Regions from separate parts of the Pan troglodytes genome. Here region 1 is linked to region 2. The links are chromatin contacts, called in public capture Hi-C maps. All regions are on one chromosome and are shown on one strand. Each heading gives the region's core, a stretch centred on a gene start, on an enhancer-like site or on the middle of the called end of the contact. The rest is flanking DNA. Distances are from core to core; before and after follow the strand shown.

Evidence for each region. Capture Hi-C pulls out chosen DNA fragments and counts their contacts.
Region 1: a capture Hi-C map of stem cell-derived neural stem cells shows a contact between it and region 2, with 2.6 times the contacts expected there. The contact joins two enhancer-like sites. A contact is called at or near these places in 3 of 7 Hi-C or Micro-C datasets (induced pluripotent stem cells and stem cell-derived neural progenitor cells) and 1 of 1 other capture datasets (stem cell-derived neural stem cells).

Annotation. Positions count from the first base shown.
Region 1 is chr15:32,527,400-32,533,840 of NHGRI_mPanTro3-v2.0_pri, forward strand. The region is part of intron 1 of LOC104001998 (a long non-coding RNA gene); the gene reads right to left. Among named protein-coding and RNA genes, the nearest start is that of SPTSSA, 160 kb to the right of the region's middle. Within about 2 kb of position 2,797, at least 8 of the 24 cell types and tissues checked have an H3K27ac peak or open chromatin away from gene starts, as enhancers often do. A contact at or near this core is called in stem cell-derived neural stem cells, where this site is marked.
Region 2 is chr15:32,345,758-32,352,561 of NHGRI_mPanTro3-v2.0_pri, forward strand. All of the region lies in intron 1 of LOC104001998 (a long non-coding RNA gene), which reads right to left. Among named protein-coding and RNA genes, the nearest start is that of EGLN3, 160 kb to the left of the region's middle. Within about 2 kb of position 2,929, at least 2 of the 24 cell types and tissues checked have an H3K27ac peak or open chromatin away from gene starts, as enhancers often do. A contact at or near this core is called in stem cell-derived neural stem cells, where this site is marked.

The sequences.
Region 1 (6,441 bases), core at 1,547-4,046, 180 kb after region 2:
GTGAAATGAGCCTGTCATGTCAAAGGAGAAGTACCTGAAGTAAAGTGCTGGAGAAAGGGAAGTTAAAAGAGGTGAAAGAGGCCAGGCGCAGTGGCTCATGCCTGTAATCCTAGCACTTTGGGAGGCTGAGGTGGGCAAACTGCTTAAACTCAGGAGTTTGAAACCAGCCTGGGCAGCATGGCAAAACCCCATCTCTACAAAAAATACAAAAAGTAGCCATGCGTGGTGATGCATCCCCATAGTCCCAGCTACGTGTGTGACTGAGGTGGGAGGATCGCTTGAGCCTGGGAGGTCAAAGCTGTACTGAAGTGAGCCATGTTCACGCCACTGCACTCCAGCCTGGGTGACAAAGCAAGACCCTGTCTCCAAAAAAAAAGGAAAGATCAGAGAAACACCAGGGGCCAAATCACTTAAGCCTGGGAATTCTAAGAGGGATAGGAAGCCACTGGAGGGTTTTAAGCAGGAGCTTGTGTTGATCAATTTGCATTTTAAAAGGATTATTCAGGTAGCTGTTTAGCAAATAGTTTATAGGAAGATACAGTAGGCTGGTAGGCAGCGGGAATTGACTGGCCCTGTTTGAGAGATGCTATGATATGGTAACAGGTCAGATCAGGTGGCAGAATCCAAACAACTCAAAAATATCTATGACCTGTTGGGATAAATTATGTCCCCCCCCCCAAAAAAAAGATATATCGAAAGCCTTGGCCAGGTGAGCTGGCTCACACCCATAATTCCAGCATTTTGGAAGGCCTAGGTGGGAGGATCACTTGAGGTCAGGAGTTCAAGACTAGCCTGGCCAACATGGTGAAACTCCATCACTACTAAAAATTCAAAAATTAGCCGGCTGTGGTGGTGGCTGCCTGTAATCTCAGCTACTTGGGAGGCTGAGGCAGGATAATCACTTGAACTCAGGAGGCAGAGGTTGCAGTGAGTCGAGATCGTGCCACTGCACTCCAGCCTGGGCAACAGAACAAGATTCTGTCTCAAAAAAAAAAAAAAAAAAAAAGACTAATCCCCAGTACCCCGCAAGGTGACTATATTAGTCCATTTTCAAGCTGCTGATAAAGACATACCTGAGACTGGGAAATTCGCGAAAGCAAGAGGTTTATTGCACTTACAGTTTCATGTGGCTGGAGAGACCTCATAATCATGGCGGAAGGTGAAAGGCACATCTCATATGGCAGCAGACAAGAGAAGAGAGCTTGTGCAGGAAAACTCCCCTTATAATAACCATCAGAACTCATGAGACTTACTATCATGAAAACAACATGGGAAAGACCTGCCCCCATGATTCAATCATCTCCCACTGGGTCCCTCCCACAACACATGGGAATTATGGGAGTTATAAGATGAGATTTGGGTGGGGACACAGAGCCAAACCATATCAGTGACATTATTTGGAAATGGGATCCTTATAATTAGTTAAGATGAGGTCATACTGGATTAGAGTGGGCCCCTAATCCAACACAGCTGATGTCCTCATAAGAAGACAGCCATGTAAAGACAGAGACACAGTGAGAACACCATGTGAAGACAGAGGAAGAGATTAGAGTTATGCTGTCACAAGCCAAGGAACACCAAGGATCTACGGCCACCACTAGGAGCCAAGAAGAGGCAACCAAGTATCACCCCCACAGGACTTGGAGAGGCACAACCCTACCAGTACCTTGATTTTGGACTTCTAGCCTCCTAAAGTGAGAGAATAAATTTATGTGGTTTAAGGCCTCTCTGTTTGTAGTACTCTGTTATAGCAGCCCAAAGAAACCAATACAGTACCTATAAATACAGTACCTTCTCCACCCACTGCCTGCAAGTTTGGAAGATGCTGGAGTCAACCAACAAACCCCGTCCTTCAGCACTAACACAGCCTCATATTCATAAAGATGATTAGGGAACACTGATGGCTATGACAATGGTGATTTATTTTTCCTTTGTCGTTTCCAGTACACAAAAGGCAAATCTGTGCTGAAGACACCAGAAATCTTTCCAATTAATGCTAATGGGTGACCAGCTCTGTTTCACTCCTTGGGAAACAAGGCCACTAAGAGGAAGTTATCAGTAAGAAATTTATGTTTTAGTAGCATGTTTAATTATGATACAACCATGACTGTCTCTTGCACCAGAATTTAGCATGCAAGATTTACAGCTCTTAGCACAATTTTTGCCTTTGTTGTCTCAAAGAGCCTTGTTTCTGATGTTTTATTAGACTAGCAACCTCTGTTCAATTGTGTCATACTGCCCCCTACTGCTTTGATCTTATCATCTCATGCTGGCTGCTATTATTTTGAGTTGGTTTTCAGGATGTGTGGGGTTTTTTTGCCAGGGTCTGTAAACCTGCCCACTCTCACAGCCCGAAGAACACAGAACATTGGGATGGTGGAGAAGGGAGTGGGAATCTCATTTTTTTCTTTTAATACAACCATTGAACAACCACAAATATATCTATATAGTTCTAAAGCACACCATCTGACTTGTTTAAGCTTACAAGAGATACTAAGTTTCTAGAATAAGAGCACATCAGATTCTTTATTTCTTGAAGGTGGAAAACATCTTCAGGAGATATCCTCACTTTTCATGAGATGAAATTTTTTTAAGGGAAGCTGATGAAATTTTAACTAATCCAACCAGCCAGAGGAAAGCCATACTACAAAAGGGGCCTCAGAGGAAAGTGGGATTTCTTTTCTGCTTCAAAGGCATAGATGGCAATGCTATGAAAAAGCGGCCTGCAGGCGAGGGTCAGAGCGCACCCCACACCCACACAGCCACCAGCCACCCTGAGATGGTGTGTGTACCAGCCATCCCAGCCCCAGCCCCACCCCCAGCCCCCTCTGCCGTTCCTCCTTTGCCTGTGTTCTCTTCCAAAGGTGATAGGTCAGCCCTCAGCCAGGAAGAAAAGTGGCTGAGGGTCAGGAAAAGGGTATAGGGTTGCATAGGATTACATTAGTAAGGAACCTAGAAATGAGCCATTTGGGCTTCATAACACAAATTGGTTCTCAAGGTATTCGGCGGGCGGGGGGTGGGGGCGTCCTCTCAACCAAAAAATCTCAGAACCAATTCCTCCGACTCTGCTAGTGGATTTAGCTTTTGTTTTTGTTTTAATTTAGGCTGGGTGCAGTGGCTCACGCTTGTAATCCCAGCACTTTTGGGAGGCTGAGGCAGGAGGACTGCTTCAGCCCAGGAGTTCAAAACCAGCCTGGGCAATACAGTGAGACCCTGTCTCTATTAAAAAAAAAAATTTTTTTTTAACAAAACCACCTGGCCTCATAGCAGGGCAGCTTCCCTAATTCCTGATGTTGCCTGTTTCCGACCCACAGAACTCCAATGGTCCACGGCTTGCGCTGCTCTTACCCAGCCTTCCCATGGATGACTACTTAACTGGATCATCTGAGCTTTGCTTCCATGCAACCGACCACACATATTCTCCTGCCACAGATTTGCTACACTTTGGCATACACTGTAGGCCTGTGACCAGCTCTCAGTCTGGTTTCCTGTGACGCTTGTCACCACTGGAGCTTTGTTCAGATCCCTGAGCCACATGCACACACCTTTATTCTCTGTGCAACTGCCTTGTGTCCTGCCCTGTCTGGGCCGGCAGCCTCCAGTGGGGCTTGCAGGGCAGGGGAGGATTCTTTTACTCTGCCTGCACCATTTAGTCCTCGGCTTGTGCTTGGAGGAGTGCTCTCTCCCAGGGATCACAAAGGAGAGCAGGCATGGGGGAGGGGGTGGAGAATGCCGCAAGAGAACATTTACCCTTCCTGCACTGTGCCAGACAAACGCAGAACCTATTCCATAAAAGATTTTTTATGTTGCATGGTCCAAGAGAATAGCCCAGCTGCTATCTTTGGCTCTCCTCCATTTCTCACTCCCATTCATAAAATCTTTAGAGAAGGCCACGTGCTGCTTTCTCACAGAGAGGATCAAGTTGTACTCCAACCCAGAATATAGTTTCATTTGGATGCAGGTGGCTATAAGGGCCCTGAACAGTCTGTCTTTCTAACTACCCTGTCTGTCTACTCTAATTCTTCCTACCTAATTATCCCCCATCATGAATCAATAAATCATATGCGGAGCCTCTCTAAAGACCCAACACCATGAAGAAGCTGAGGGACCACAGAGCTTACCAAACCTCTGGTATTCATGGATTTAGCGTTCACAGTGGTACCAAAGACCCATGACCTATAGCAATTTGTCTTTTGCTGAGACTCAAATTTGAATGTTGAACACCATAACACCAGTGTTTGGGAGACAATCATTTGGTAAGTGAGCCTAGTTGGCCTAGTTAGCTTTTTTTTTTTTTTTTGAGACAGAGTCTCACTCTGTCACACAGGCTGGAGTGCAGTGGCACAATCTCGGCTCACTGCAACCTCCGCCTCCCAGGTTCAAGCAATTCTCCTGCGTCAGCCTCCCAAGTAGCTGGGATTACAAGTGCCCACCACCATGCCCTGCTGCTTTTTGTATTTGTAGTACAGATGGGGTTTTGCCACGTTGGCCAGGCTGGTCTCGTACTCCTGGCTTCAAGTGATCTGCCCCCCTTGGCCTCCCAGAGTGCTGGGATTACAGGCGTGAGCCATCACGCCCGGCCCCTAGTTAGCTATTCTAAAATCACAATGTTATAATAATTTTTTTCAATTTGCCATATGCCAGGTACTATACTAATTATTGCCTCTATGTTATCTCACTTAGCCATGATTATAGCAACTTCATTCCCATTTTATAGGTGAGAAAACTGAGATTCAGAGGTTAAGAAATTTGCTCAAGATCATACGCCTAGTCAACGTGATTGAGCAAGACCATAGAGCTAGTGTGATTAAAATCACATAGCTGTTATAGTTAGTGTGATTAAGATCACATAGCTACTTGGCGTGATTTGAGCAAGATCACAGAGCTAGTTACAGTGATTAAGCGATCACAGAGCTAGTATGATTGGGGCTAGCTGAGCAGGAATTTGGTCCCAGGTCTGTCTTACTCCAAAGGTCAAGCAGTTAACCATCTCAATTCTCCCTCCTATGTCATTCTCTCCTCACTTCAGGGCACACAGCAGTGGTCATAAAGCCATCAGAATGTTGTTACCACATGGAAAATGGCACTAAGTGCTAGAGATACCTTTAGTGAATGTTGAAAGAGCTGTTTGTGGTATGAGAACGCACAAAGATTACACTTGGCTCTGAATGGAATACACGTCGGAAAAGGTGAAGAGCCTGAACAAAAACAACTCCACTTTTACAAATCAGAGAATTCTGAAAGATCCGGGATGTCAAGGTTGTTAGACACACAGAAAGAAACAGGGGTCTATATGCAGCTATATATGAATATCAATATAGATATATAGATAAGGCATATTTGTCCTGCTCTCAAGAGTCTCACACCATTAGCTCACCATGAAAAAGAACAATTCTGCAGTAGGCTGGGCACAGTGGCCCACACCTGTAATCTTAGCACTTTGGGAGGTCAAGCCAGGTGAATCAATTCAGGTCAGGAGTTTGAGACCAGCCTGGCCAACATGGCGAAACGCTGTCTCTACTAAAAATGCAAAAATTAGCTGGGCTTCATGGCATGCACCCGTAGTCCCAGCTACCTGGAGGGCTGAGGCAGAAAGATGGCTTGAACCTGGGAGGTCGAGGTTGTGGAGGCTGTGGTGAGCCGAGTGGTGCCACTGCCCTCCAGCCTGGGTGACAAAGTGAGACCCTATCTTAAAAAAAAAAAAAAAAAGTCTGCTGTGGCTGAGCACTGAAGGCATTCACAAAGAGAAGGGCATGGAAGCAACTGGAGATGTGCCTGAAGAAGTAAATCTTGAGTTAGGCCTTAGAGTTAGGCACACAGTTTAGCTGGGTAGAGGAAAGAAAAGAGAGCTTTTAGGCACATGAAATAGACTGAGACAAGACTCAGAGACATAAACGAACGTAACAGACACAGGCAATTGTAACCCAGCGCATAAGCTCCACGAGGGCAGGACCTGTGTCTCAGCTTACCAGTATCTCCAGAGACTAGCACTGGCTAGGCACTCCGAAACTATTTTTTGGTAAAACAAAGAAAGGAAAAAAGAAGGGAAGGGCAGAGGAGAGCAAGAGAGAGAAGCGAAGAAAGACTAAACAAGGAATCAACATGTTTGTGCAGAAAAGGGGAATAGGTTGGTAGGATCGGGATCGGGTGGAGTGGAGGTAGGCAGGGCCTTGACTAGAGTCAGGGCAAGGAGCCTATGAAAGTAGGAGGCAAGAGGAGGCAGATGGGAGCACGCTAGAAGCCACGGAACATGAACCAGCACATCTACAGGGTGAAGACTCCGTGGGAGGGGACACAGCCCGGAGGCTGGGAGAGCCCTTAGTAAGCTAAGGTGGCAGTCTAGACACAAGAGGAAGAAGAAAGGATGACCTACAGGGATGGCAGAAGGAATGGGAGAAGGGATGAAAAAATTGAAGAGCCTATTGAAGGGGAAAAATCTAT
Region 2 (6,804 bases), core at 1,679-4,178:
AGAAGAGGGCTAGCAGAAGAGAGGGAGGGAGGGAGAACCTTGGTTGAATACCACATATGATGCAGATCTGCTAGAAGTTCTACATGTCTTAACAGGGGTTTGACCCTCACAACAACCCTATGAAGGAGGTACCATTGTCTCTGTTTTCCTGATGGGGAAACTGAAGTTAACTATGAAGTGGCTGACACTGATGAGATGGGGGCATTTCATGGAAGTCTTAACAGATGCCGACTTTCTCAGGTGCAGTGGTGGGATGGGCAGACCAGGCAGATGAAGCAGGTATGGAGGTGTAGAACCACAAAGGAGTTTGTTAACATCAAAGGAAAAACATACAAAGAAGTTCTAGAGATTTACAGATGTATAACCACTGAAGCCTATTTTCAAGACATCCTTGCTCCCCAGAACTCAAAAGTCTTTTCCAAAGATGAACTCCCCAATACCCCATGTGTAGGACACTAACATATGCTCTAGGTAGACAAGAAGGCACCTCCAGGGAAAAAAAAATGTGTTTAAGATAAACCTGCTCCTTTGCCCTCACCCTTTTATTATTTATATTCTCTCACTCATCTTCTTATCTTTGAGAGTCTTCCACGTATTAGTGGAATTAGTGGGTCTTTGGTGAAACCAGCGAGGATGACTGGGAAGCAGAGGAAAAGTGGCAGACTCTTGGTGAGCACGAGGCCTCATGGTGAGCACAGACCAGCAACCCCAGGGTAAAGACGGGCCTACAGATCCTGTACCATCCTCCTCTCTGCCGTCTTTTCCATACCTACTCTCAACCCACACAGATACAGTCATCAAGACAACCTGCCTCCCCAAAGTCTCATATGCCCCCAGAAAAGCCTGACTCTGACACCGTCTCTCAGTGTAACTGAGAAGGGAGGTTCCTCATCCTATAGTCACCCAGACCTCCTCCATCACAGACTCAAGACCCCAGGGCAAACTTTGAAGTTGTTCAAAGTGAGGATGAAGGATCTTCTCAGATAGGTCACCTTTATCTAGAATCTTCAGTGGAAGGGCCTCTTGGGATAGAAGACCATGGGTTCTGGAAACAGAAGAAGCAGAGTTAGACCCTGCTGGCACTCTATGGGCACCAGGGAATAAAACCCCCAAATGCTTGTAGGAGAAAGGGAGAGAAGAGAATCATGTGTAAAAAGCTAAGGAAAACTTCCTGCTAACAGACACATGGCGGTAAACAGCAGACACTGTTAGCTAATACCCCCCTCCTCCTTTCTCTTCCAGAACTCTCCTGAAAGATCTCCTGGGTTGTGCAGAATGTGGATAGTGATAGTTTCTTGCTCCAATTTACTCCTCGCACAATCTCTTCTCCTATCTGTAGGCAAGGCTAATTCTTGAGTGGCTTTGATTGAAAACCAACTGTGATGATTTTAAAAAACCACAAATCAGGCCTAACAAGGATGGCACATTAAGAAAATATTTGAATATCTTCCAATGAGACCCACAAAGCCTCTCCATCGTGTCATTTGTACTTAATGGGTGCTGCCCCAGACTTCAAATATTTCAATATGCCTTTCAAGTCAGTTTCCTGTCTGCCTAAGCCCCGTGTTGAACCACCCCTGTTGATATGGTTTGACTGTGTCCCCACTCAAATCTCATCTTAAGGTGTGGCTTTCATAATTCCCATGTGTTGTGGGAGGGACCCAGTGGGAAATAACTGAATCATGGGGCAGCTTCCCCCATACTGTTCTCGTAGTGATTAAGTCTCATGAAATCTGATGGTTTTATAAAGGGTTTCCGCTTTCACTTAGCTCTCATTCTCTCTCTTACCTGCTGCCATGTAAGACGTGCCTTTCGCCTTCTGCTGTGATTGTGAGGCTTCCCCAGCCATATGGAACTGTGAGTCCATTAAACCCCCTTTTCTTTATAATTTCCCCAGTCTCAGGTATGTCTTTATCACCAGTGTGAAAACAGACTAACACACCTGTTACCACACATACATTGTTACCACCATGGCTGATTCCCCAAACAGTACCCACTCTCTCCATCCTCATGTTCTAGTTGAAGGTACAGGAACATATAAACAGGGATTACAGCAAAACAGTAACAGTAACACAAGCCTATATGATGAAGCATGAATGTCCAAAGAGTATTGCAGATAGAAAGTGCTTAAGAAAAAAGGAGAGAGGGAGGAAAGGAGGGGGGCAAGGGCTGGAAAACTTCCTGTCAGGTACTATGTTCACTATCCGGGTGACAGGATCCATAGAAGCCCAAACCTCAGCACCACACGATATACTCTTATAACACACCTGCACATGTATCCCCTGAATCTAAAATAAAAATGGAAATTTTTTTAAAAAGAGAGATAGCGCTGGAGGAATCTAGAGGGGACAGAGAACTTCAATCAGAGGCAAGCAGACCAGGAGCAGCATTAGAGGTAGAGGTGAGTAGCTAGAATTGTGAGGCACAAGGCAGGTCTGCCCAGGGGAAAGTGAATTCCTCTGTCCAAACTATCCGAAAGAGAAAGCCTCAAGGCAGCGGTGTGCTGGTAAATGTTTAACAACCGGCTCTGATTTGTAGACTTTGACAATTTCCATCATATAAATACTCCCTCCATGGCCAGTTTCAACCTACCAACATGATATCAGTGCACAAAACTGGCTCTCCTGAATAGGTACAAATTGGCTCAAGCAGATCATGGGGACAAAACTATCTGCCTGAGACCTATTACATAGGTTTAGCCCAGTTTCATTAACCCCCAAACAGTACTTCTCGGGATGGAGATGGGCTGACAGAGAATAAATCAGCTGTATCAACACCCGATGTGCTGATTCCCTAAGCAGAATAGTAGGAAAGTTGGCCAATTTTTCTGTATGACAATTCCCTGAATATTGTTTGCAGTTCTCTAGCCCACCTCTAGTCTTCATATTGCCTTCTGTGAAGGAAAAGGCAGCTTAGCAACCTCCGCTGAGTCTTCTGGGCTAAAGAGACTGCATCAGCCCGGCCTATGCTGCTGACACCCTTGCTGATCCTCCTCATAGCACCTCCCCTGTTTCTCAAGTTAACCACTTAGCACTGTGAATAGACAGTTGGTATATGACCATCTGTGCTTCCAGGCAAGTCTTTAGATTTCTATTCACAGTGCTACATGGTGATATTGAGCCTACGGCCTGGAAGCCTATACTAACAGAACACCTAGAAGCAAAAATACCTTGAGACTCCCTGAATGCAAATAAAGCTTCCTTTGTGCTGCACTGATAAACTGGAAACACCAGAGAAGCAACAATTAGGGCTCCTGCACAGACCTCTCATAGAAAGTTTGGCTTTCCCTGGTGGCCCTTCAAACATTACCCCACTTCTTTTGTAGCCACTGTATGAAAAGGACACTACTATATATGTCAGGCCGTAGCAACATATCAGGACCTACATCAGCTGCCAGAGCAAGTGGGTGGTGGGAAGTGATTGAGTAGGGGTGGAAGAGGGTGGTGGGGCAGTGTCTAGACTACAAGTCCTGTTTAAGGGGTTTTTCTTCCATCCTATGTGTCTTAGGGGCAGTGCAACTTCAGGTGTAGAGGAATAAAAGCAAGCGTTTTCCATGTTTCTCCACACCCTCTCTTCCAGTTGGAGATCTGCATACATTTCTCAGAGAACAAGATAAGCCAAAAATAAGAAGTGAAGAGCCAAAAGTATGCCCTGAAAAAATAGTGTAAATAAATGTAGGGGTTTTTTTTTTCCTTTTTCATCCAGATCCTGCTCTCAATTATTTTTTAATACCTTAGTTATGGACAGTTGGAATGAAACATTCTAGGTAGCTGTTCTGAGACACAGTAAATAAGTCCATTTATTATTTCTTGGAGTGGTCTGAACTATGCAATCATTCTTTTTCTTGGCCCCTACCCTTTGCTTTCCAAGTGAATTGAGTTGAATTCATTATGAGACATTTTATTGTATCATGCTCCTCCTTGCTAAATACCTGACTGATTTCATTGTTTTCTCAGGCCATGAACCTAAAAACCTAACTGGCAGAAGGAAGTGTGTTCTTTTCCAGTGCACATCCATCCCACAGGAGGGGTTTCCGAGTGTATGCTACTGTTCCCAATGCCTGGCTATTGATCCTGATATTGCACAATTTTTCAATAAAGATCTTAATCACACAGACATAAATTAGCAGACATACTGCGAGAGAGATGCAGATGGCTTCTCTGACTAGAAATGCCTGCAGGCAATCGCATACCACATCAGGGAGCTTATCATTCCTTAAATATTTATGTTTGTTTTCTCCATTATGAAATTACCACATCCCTCTCAAGAATCCTACCAAATATGTCTATTGTCCGAGGGGATTTCTTTTTCTTTTACTGTGGCTTTCCAGATAGTAAGTACATAACTTTAAAACTCACTGAAGGTCTGGAGACTCTCTGGTTGCAGGAGAGAGGTGTGAATGCACCGATTTTTCTAACGTTTCTCTTTTTCCTAACTGCACAGAGACGTCACTCTGCATATGCTCATTCTTCCAGGAAGCACAGCTCAGAACAGTAGTGAACCTAATGTCTAGCAAATCTTGGACTCATCATTTATAACTCTTTTCCTTCTGTTACTTGCCATGAAATCTTAAGATTATAGAATCAGATACATTTTTGTGAAGTGACCTTTATAATATACTTAGCTCCACTTTTGCTATCAGCAAAATGGGGACAAACAAATCTGCCACCACCTCAATGAAGAAAGAATGAATAGCTTGGCTCCCCTGGGGAAGGTGGCGTTCTACAGAGCACAAGATAAGTCCTGGCAGAGATGGAAGAAAGGGTCCTTCTCACTCCCAGGTAATTTACAACCATGGACCCCAAGATGGGCCAACATCGGTCACAAAAGCCCAGAGACAGCTCCATTTACTCCTGTTCCAGCATAAGACCTCATCTTCCTTTTCTTATCTCCCAAGCTGCTTAGCACATTTCTATGTCCAATAACATTTAGTTAGTGGTTGACTAACTAAATGAAAGATGAACAGTCAGCTTGATTAGTGTCTTATCATTGTCTAACATATGTACAAAATTTAGTCTTTCAAAAACTAAAATGAAAAGATTGATAGCTCTTGCTTTGAATTATGAAATATCCAAAGAACTCACTGAAAAGTGTCTTAACTCATTTTGTTATCACATCTCAATTTTGTCCCATTCAGCAACTTTCTAGGACACAAATTGAAGAGGCTAGAGTCTTATGAATATCCCCTGAAGCCAAATAGATTATTTCATCCCATATTTTACTTTTCGGAATTTTTTTTGGCAGTCTTCTATTTGACACATGTCAAAACATCACTAGTATGTGTTAATATAATTTGTTAATTTGTAGAGAGGATGCTGTGAATTCTAGGCTGAATTCAATGGTCAGAGAATGTCTCACCCGGCTAAAGACCAATCAGGGTGTCTTTCAGTGTGTGCCCTAGCATATCTCTACCTGGCTTCTCTGCAATGTTACTTGCACAGTTAACTTAAATTGTATAATTATGACTAGTGTATATACTATAACTACATATAGCATAAATTATATCATTCTGCCTATAAAATTTTCATCAACTAAATGAACTGTTAGATTTAGAGGAAAGAGATCAGAGCTAATTAGTTTTTTATTTATTTTTGTTATACACAAATAAGTCCTTAATAAGTATCTCTCAGTGATAACCAAGACAGTGGTAGCAAAGATATAAGCACCTGGTGGAGCTGAAAACCCTGAGCATCGTTGTGTCAGATTTCCTGTCCTGCCACTTTCAGGCTGAAAATTACTCTTTGATCATTTTGATAATGCTTAAAATATATCCTCGATTCTTTGTTTAGAAATTTTTTTACAGGTACATAGTAAGTGTATATATTTATAGGGTACATAAATATTTTGATACAGGCATACAATGCATAATCATCACACTAGGATAAATATGGTATCCATCACCTCAAGCATTTATCCTTTCTTTGTGTTATGATCCATTTGTACTCTTAGTTATTTTTAAATGTACAATAAATTGATGACTATATTTACCCCATTGTGCTGTCAAATACTAGATCTTAATTCTATCTAACCATATTTTTATACCCATTAACCAGCCCCACTCTCCCTACCTCATCCCAGCCTCCAGTAACCATCATTCTACTATCTCCATGAGTTCAATCGTTTTAATTTTGATCCCACAAATAAATGAGAACATGCAAAGTTTGTATTGCCATGCCTGGGTTATTTCACCTAACATAATGACCTCCAGTTCTATCCATGTTGTTGCAAATGACAAGATCTCATTCCTTTTTATGGCTGAATAGTACTCCATTATATATGTGTACCACCTTTACTTTATCCACTCTTCTGTCGATGGACACTTAGGATGTTTCCAAATCTTGGCCATTGTGAATCGTATTGCAATAAATATGAAAGTACAGACATTTTTTCAATATACTGATTTCCTTTCTTTTGGGTATATACCTAGCAGTAGGACTGCTGGATTATATGATTGTTCTATTTTCAGATTTTGGGGAACCTCTAAACTGTTTTGCATGGTGGTTGTACTAATTTACATTCCCACCAAGATTATATGAAGGTTCCCTTTTCTCCACATCCTTGCCAGCATTTGTTATTGCCCATCCTTTGGATGAAAGTCATAACTGGGGTGAGATGATATCTCATTGTAGTTTTGATTTGTATTTATCTGATGATCAGTGATGTTGAGCACCTTTTCACGTACCAGTTGGCCATTTGTATGTCTTTTGGGAAATGTCTATTCAGATCATTTGCCCACTTTTTAGTCAGATTAGATTTTTTTTCTGTTGAGTTGTTTGAGCTCCTTACATATTATGATGATTAATC